Linked DNA regions of Zea mays: region 1 is linked to region 2. Evidence: chromatin contacts called from public Hi-C data. All regions are on one chromosome and are shown on one strand. Each heading gives the region's core, a stretch centred on a gene start, on an enhancer-like site or on the middle of the called end of the contact. The rest is flanking DNA. Distances are from core to core; before and after follow the strand shown. Region 1 holds the start of LOC606476 (adenosine 5'-phosphosulfate reductase-like 4). Region 2 holds the start of LOC100279918 (putative RNA-binding protein ARP1).

Region 1 (3,749 bases), core at 333-2,832, 180 kb before region 2:
AGTTGCTGAATGTGTGACTTATAGAAATCGTGCTACTAAAATCATTCCCAATAAAAGAGGACAAGAGTCGTCCAATAAGGAAAAAGTAACACACCTGAGACATCAGTATAGAAAGCTGCAAGTGGTTTAACAGTCCTTGGTCCATGATACCGTACTCTCATGGTTGAATTCAAGAGAAAGAGTGTTGGGAAACCATGGATGCCGTATCTTGAAATTATGCTGCAGTTCCAGCATCAGATTAGTATTCCACCAAAATATATGTATTGTAATAAGAAATAATTTTTTTCTTTACACTATACAAGGACAAACCTTGGCCTAATTGCAGATTCCTCAAATGCAAAATGTCTAATGGTTGGGAATAAGGAGGCCAGTGTCTCGAAATTTGGTTTGCATTCTTGTGAGAATGGGCACCACGAGGCATAGAAAAGTACAGCAATATAGTCATCCTTGTTTGCATGAAGAAGATTAACTGCCGTTGCTAAGGTGAACTCATCCCCCTGAAAGGATACAAATCAGTCAGATTCAAATTTTACAAGTACAACTGGTGGAAAACCCTTATGCTCAGGTGGGAGAAAGTGGAAACTATATAGTAATAGTGTTTTTTATCATCATGACGTGGTGCATTTGGAGGTGCAGAAATAATTGGATCTTCAATGAAATTCCCCCTTCGGTTCCTGAGTGCAAGGCTATGTTTAGGAGTGAAATTGCTCTGTTATGCCATAGAGTCAAGCCTGTTCTTAAAGAAGACATTGCATCTTGGCTACTCAATTTAGGGTTGTAACTCTTCCCCTTCGGCTCACTCTATCTTTCATTTCTTTGTAATCTTCCTCTTCCTCCCTAAACTCAGTTCTTTTGATTTAATAATATTACTGTAGGACCCTCCTACAGTACCTTTACTTCAAAAAAAAATAGTGTTTTTTATTTGCTTTGGCATAACATAAGCAATATATAGCTGCTCGAAGTCTAAACCAATGAACAGAAGCAAGTATTTACACAACCTGAGAACCACCACCAAAATAATAGTTGTAAATCGTAGACAAGATTTCCCCCGTTCTAACTTAGCAAACCCATCTTTTCATGACAAACAATTTGCGTCACAAACCATTTGCTAGTTTCCACTTCATCACGCACCACAATTGCTCCAACATGGGAACACTCAGTATGGTAATGGAACGAACAAATTCGCATACATACAGTTCTTTGGTTATTTTATCACAACCTTGCAAATATCTTACCTCCACGACGCCGACCGGGTTGCCAAGATCCAGCGTCGAGCACGTGTCTCGAGTACCAAGAACGGATTCCACGATAGTAGGCACCGGGCACTCATCGTGGGGCGGGGATGCGGCGGCGGCGGTACCAACGCCGGTGAGGAGGAAGGGGAGGAGCAGCGCTGTCCACAACGGCAGTCGCCGCGCCATGGAGGAGGGGGGCCGCTAGGCCCTAGATCTGGGCGCTTCGAGCGCGGCGGTGGCCGCGACGCGCGCGCCGGGCTGCGCTCACCGCCGGGAGGGCGCTGCCGGCCTGCCGCGGCGGCCACGGCTACTCGGGCCACGGTGGGTGCGGGGGTGGGATGGGAATTGGGATCGGTGTGTTGCGTTGTTGGGGGCTCGCTTTATCTGGTTCGGGTGCTACACAGCCGTTCGATCGTGATCGGATGGCACAGGGACGCTCGACAGCCCGTCTTGACCTCGACGTGCGGGACCGGAAGGCGATGACGCGGCATGGGCTTCATCTGCAGCAGGGGGGACTGTACATGATGGCCGAATTTTTTGTATTTTAGCCCTTAAACAGAAGTAAAATCACGTTTAGACCTAAAAAATTTTAAATGCAGTTTTGGACCCTTTGCTCGGCGCCATAGCCTATGGCGCCGAGCTAACACAGCTCGGCGCCATAGGCTATGGCGCCGAGGTCGTGTTGCGTTGGCACAACCCAGACGCGTGGCGTCGACGTGGAACCGAGCTCGGCGCCACAGATCTTGGCGCCGAGCTCGGTTGTGTTATTAAAATATTTGTTGCAGACATGAGCACAAAGCCCATCTAGCCCACTTGGTAGAGCATAAGGCTTCTAACCATGTGGTCGTGGGTCAAACCGCATAGTTTGCATTTTTTTTGTTTTTTTTTGTTTATGTCGTTGGTGTGTCCGCTTAAATTTATTTCTCGCCTAGATTTTTTTTATGTCGTTGTGCCTAGTGTTGCCTTCCATCTTGCACTGCATGCGCGCGCATTTCAATCTACAGTTTCCGAATTTAAAATGCGCGTAAATAATCGACTAGCTCAAATCATGCATGTGCAATACAAAAGCAATGTAGTAATTTTATAAAATGTCATCCGTGCATTATTCAAAATTTTACTACTTTTTTAAAAAGACCGAATGCATGGCATGCATGTTTTCATCTTGCAAATTAAAATCCGCAGAGCTTAGTGCATCTCCAATAATTTAAAAAAAACATTTAGTAATTTAGTGAGCTTTTCATGTAGCTAAAAAAGGTTAAGAACAAATTTCTTGAACAAAATCTAACTTAGTAAAAATATAGAAAACAATTTTGCATTACGAATCATTAACTATTTCTAAATCACTATAACTATTTTTATACATTTTTTTCTTCCTTATATACATTTGCTTTGATAAACAGCATGCCCTACTTATTATTATTCTCCACAACCTTTCACATACAGAGATATTGGCCGATCAGTACATGAGCATATATTTTGGGTCGATTTTTTCAATTGTGAAAAAAAATCTAGGCGAGAAATAAATTTAAGCGGACACACCAACGACATAAACAAAAAAAACAAAAAAAATGCAAACTATGGGGCTTGAACCCACGACCACATGGTTAGAAGCCTTGTGCTCTACCAAGTGGGCTAGATGGGCTTTGTGCTCATGTCTGCAACAAATATTTTAATAACACAACCGAGCTCGGCGCCAAGATCTGTGGCGCCGAGCTCGGTTCCACGTCGACGCCACGCGTCTGGGTTGTGCCAACGCAACACGACCTCGGCGCCATAGCCTATGGCGCCGAGCTGTGTTAGCTCGGCGCCGAGCAAAGGGTCCAAAACTGCATTTAAAATTTTTTTAGGTCTAAACGTGATTTTACTTCTGTTTAAGGGCTAAAATACAAAAAATTCGGACATGATGGCGACGCGGCGCGTGTATGACGTACGGGCCCGTATGTATACATGTCCAAAACGGGCCGGCCCGTGGTGCAGCCCGTGAGCCCGGCACCCGACACGCCCAAGCACGGGAAAAGCCCGGCCCGGCACGACGGCCGGTGTGCCCGTGCCAGCCTGGCCCGATGCCCGTGCCGTGCTTGGCTGCCAAGTGGGCCCGTGGTGCAGGCACGAGTCCGGCCCACGTAAGCCACGGCACGGCGCCGGCCCGTTAAGGCGTATAAGGCGTCGGCGGCGTCGCGTAAGGCGTACGCGTAACCCTAGCATCCCATTTTTTCTCTCGGCCTCTCCGTCTCCTGTGCGCTCGTTGCGGCGACCGGCGACAGGCGACTCGGCTCCGCCACTCCGGTGTCCTCGCCTCCTGTGTCGACGGAGAGGTGAACTCTGGTGTCCTCGCCTCCTGCTCGCTGCTCCTCTCCTCTCTTGCTCCATCCTCGCTCCTCTCTCCCTCGACCCTCACTAACCCTAACCTTAGAACTCGATCTTCGCCAAGCTCGCTCCTCTGCCTCTGCCGTCAGCCATCCGGTTCGTGGATCCGGTGCTCCGGTGTTGCAGGTAAGGTTTTCTTGCTCTCGT
Region 2 (3,696 bases), core at 728-3,227:
TGATAAAAATATCCTAAAAGTATGCATTTGTAGGGTTTAAACCATATTTATTAGCTCTAAACATTTATTTACACTCATATAACCAACAAAATCACATGTTTCTTGTGTTTTATACTCTATATTTAAGTATAATATATGTATTTATATGAAAAAAATAGAAAAAATAAAATCGGGCTTTGCCAGGCCTAACCACATGCACAACTCGGTGACCAGGCCGAGCCAGGCCCAGTTCACTACGTGATGTGTCGTGCCGTGTTCGTACCGGACCAAACCCGTGCCAGGTTTCGAGCCGCTCGCTCGGTAATCCGGATCGGTTTGGACATCTATAAACCAAAATGCATGCAGGCCGGTAGACGAAGACGGGTTACGGAATTGCACACCGCAGTGGATCAAGGACTCGAAGGAGAGGTCAAGGCCAACATGCCTTAAAATTTTCGCAGTGCCTTCGTCAACCAAAGGCTACTGCCATGCCAGAAACGTTGCGTCCTGACGTGGCACCGGCGCTTCACTGCCGTCTGCACTAGCCTAGCCTGCCTTGTGGATAACGAACGAAGGCCCGTATTCTCCCTCTCCTTTCCCAAACCTCTACTTTATCGAAAAGAAAAGACCCCCCTGTATCCGTGGTCAACTCGGAATTCGCTCCCCATGGAACCTGCTCGTACAGAAGCGTGTATATGGGTCGGGGAATGTTTTTCCACAGAACCGTGTATGTAACCGTGTATATGCTACGTACGTCGTGCGGGGAATGGCAGGTGTCAGTTAATGAACAAATTGCTGACCACGTTTGTTTGGCAGGGGATCGGAGACGACCTGCTTGTTAATGATTACACACTTGGCCGGCTTTCGAATCTGCACCCCTTGTTCCAGCTAGATCGCTGGCGTGTGTCCGCTGTCCTCACCTCGGTGGCAAAGCGTGGTACGCAGCGCGTGGCCGATGCGGGCAAGGAAGCAACTCCCCTCCCGGCGAGTAGCAGTAGTAGCAAGCAAACAACTAGTACGCCAACTAGGCGCACTAGCGGCTAGACTAGCTAGTAGGCCAGGCCAGCCGCCAACGCCACCAACTCGCGGACGACGGCTAGCTCCAGCCTCCAGCGCGGTCTGCCGATGCGGTGCGGATGCGGCGGCGGCGCTGCCTGCGCGCGGACGGACGGACGGACGTAGCGCACCAGTACCACCAGGCCACGCCGTCGCCGTTCGTTACGTTTGCGGGTGGGGGCCGGGCTCGGGGTGGTCGCCCGAGAGCGACAGGGAGCCAGGGAGGACGCCCACCCAAGTGGGGGAAGGTGGCAGCACAGCGCTGATCCTGATCTCCCGCGCGCGCGAGAGGGAGAGAGAGGAGAGGAGAGGGGACGCACACGCATAGGGTTGGGCATTCGGTCATTCGGTCTATTAGGGTAATTCGGTTCGGTCTATTCGGGTTTGTGAAATTTCGGGTCCTGAAAAATAAGAACCGAAATTTCCAAAAATATTTTAGGAACCGAACCCGAATAGACTCACAATTTCGGTTCGGTCTATTCGGTCCACCGAATAGACCCGAATTGTAGAGAGCTAGTATATTTTGTTAAAATATAGACAATGAATAATTAATTGAAAGTACTATTACTACAAGTGACTATAAAAATTAGCATACAAAGATATATATACTATCGTTTAGATGATATCATTATTTCTAGCTAATAAGTTCATAAATCATATAATAATACCATCACATATTAAGAGCTTTTTTATATTTCGGGTTATTAGGTCTATTCGGGTTTTATAGGTTAGGAACCGAACCCGAACCCATAACCCGAAATATAGCACATATAGGAACCGAACCCGAACCCGAAAACCCGAATAGACCAATAATTCGGTCTATTCGGGTTCGGTTCAGTTCGGGTTCGGTTTTCGGTTTTAAAATGCCCACCCCTACACACGCATCATTAAAAAAAAGAGAGAGATGGTATGGAGAACAAGGAAGGAGGCTGGCGTTGTTGCGGCGGGCTTATTGTAGCCCATTGGAAACGAGACTAGAAAGGGTCATGCAGCAGCAGCTGTCATCCCACACCCTCTCCCTCTCCCTCTTCCAGCGCACAGCCTCGGCCCCTCCATCTCTCTTTGCTCGCCCCTGCCGTATCCTCCCTCTCCCATAAGGTACAGGGACCTCAAGGGGTATGGAAGTGGAGAAGTATACTAGGGAGCCCAAGGGGAGGGAGGAGCAACCGCAGCAGGTCAGGTCTGCCTATGACCCAACAAAGCTCGGTACAAACCACTAGGAAGGAGGAGGTCGCCAGAAACCACTAGCTAGGAAGGAGTGAGGGAGGACTCAGGAGTCTAGCTAGTTTGTTCGTCCCTCCCTCCCGCGTCAGAAGTCAGAACTAGCCTAGCCTAAGCCGAAAGCCGAAAGGACTCGGTGCTTGCGTGCGGCGGATGGCGACTTCGTCGTCGTTCTCTGGCCCCGGCGGGTCCCCGGCCCACGCGTCTCCGGGAGGCGGAGGCGGCGGCGGCGGCGGCGGTGGCGTGGGGTCGTACCACCACCACCGGTCGCGGTTCGGCGACACGACGCTGACCAAGGTGTTCGTTGGCGGGCTGGCGTGGGAGACGCCGTCCGAGGGGCTGCGCCAGCACTTCGACGTCTACGGAGAGATACTCGAGGCGGTCGTCATCACCGATCGCGAGACCGGCCGCTCCAAGGGCTACGGTTTCGTAAGTGGACTCTTGCCTCTCTCTCTCTCTATCTCGCCCCCGACCTTCCTCCGGCCGATCGGCCCGCCGCCGCCTCTATATCGGATCGGTCGACGCTTACCAGATGTGTTATGTGGCTCCGCAGGTGATTTTCCGGGACCCGGACGCGGCGGCGCGGGCGGTGCAGAACCCGAACCCGGTGATCGCCGGCCGGCGCGCCAACTGCAACATTGCGGCGTTCGGCCCGCCGCGGGCCGCGCAGCCGAGAGGTGAGCGACCCGAGGAACCAAATCAATGCTCCTCCTGCTGTCCTTTTTTTTTTTACTTTCCTTGCCATCGCAAGGCACGCGCATGTGCATGGCAGTTAATAACCGGGCCATGATTAGCGCCGGCGGCAGTACCAGTACTACGCGATTAACCCGTATATATATAAGCTTGATTTTAGGGCACCATGTTCCGCTCTGGATTTTCCCTGGTAGGGGAGGGGGGGACAGGTTACTGGCAGATGGGTGGGGGACCCACCCCAGCACAGCTGGTGAAACACTGGGCGCCAGCACACGGGAACCAGGACGGCCACTACTATATCTGCACTGGGAGGGGAGGCACTAATCAGCCATGGCTCATGGCTTCCATCACGAGTCGTCATGGCTGTGTGGTGTGCTAGCCCAGGCTGGATTTGCAGTGCCTGCCCCCTAATTCGCTGCACGCTATCTGGTCTACTCATCCCCACCACCTCGCAAAAGTCGAGGATAGCAATGAAATCTGGCTGGCGATTTCTTTACTTAGCATCTCGGTGAAGTGCCGGTATAACCATCTCCCATACAATGATACAACTATACAAGATGCATGCGTGGAGTGGGGCTGCTGCTGCCCATTTCCCCCCTTTAATTTGCTTGCTGAGGAAGATCAAGTTGCATTGACCGGGAGCACGCCATTGGTGGTGGTATGCTGCATCGCTCCAGCGACAGCGAGGTGTAAAGGGGTGGAGATTACATCGCTGGAGAATCGATCGGGAATCCAGACGCCTTTCTT

The links. A called contact is a pair of places that touch in the nucleus more often than the background predicts.
Region 1: a contact with region 2 is called in a Hi-C map of leaf, with 1.8 times the contacts expected there. The contact joins the promoter of LOC606476 here to the promoter of LOC100279918 in region 2. A contact is called at or near these places in 4 of 25 Hi-C or Micro-C datasets (ear, leaf and tassel).

The regions. Positions count from the first base shown.
Region 1 is chr5:216,716,681-216,720,429 of Zm-B73-REFERENCE-NAM-5.0, forward strand. It overlaps LOC606476 (adenosine 5'-phosphosulfate reductase-like 4), which reads right to left and starts at 1,583. Exons shown (of 4, transcript NM_001112332.1): 1 at 1,236-1,583; 2 at 310-497; 3 at 95-219. The coding sequence starts at 1,421.
Region 2 is chr5:216,892,612-216,896,307 of Zm-B73-REFERENCE-NAM-5.0, forward strand. LOC100279918 (putative RNA-binding protein ARP1) reads left to right here and starts at 1,978. Exons shown (of 6, transcript NM_001364466.1): 1 at 1,978-2,685; 2 at 2,810-2,933. The coding sequence starts at 2,410.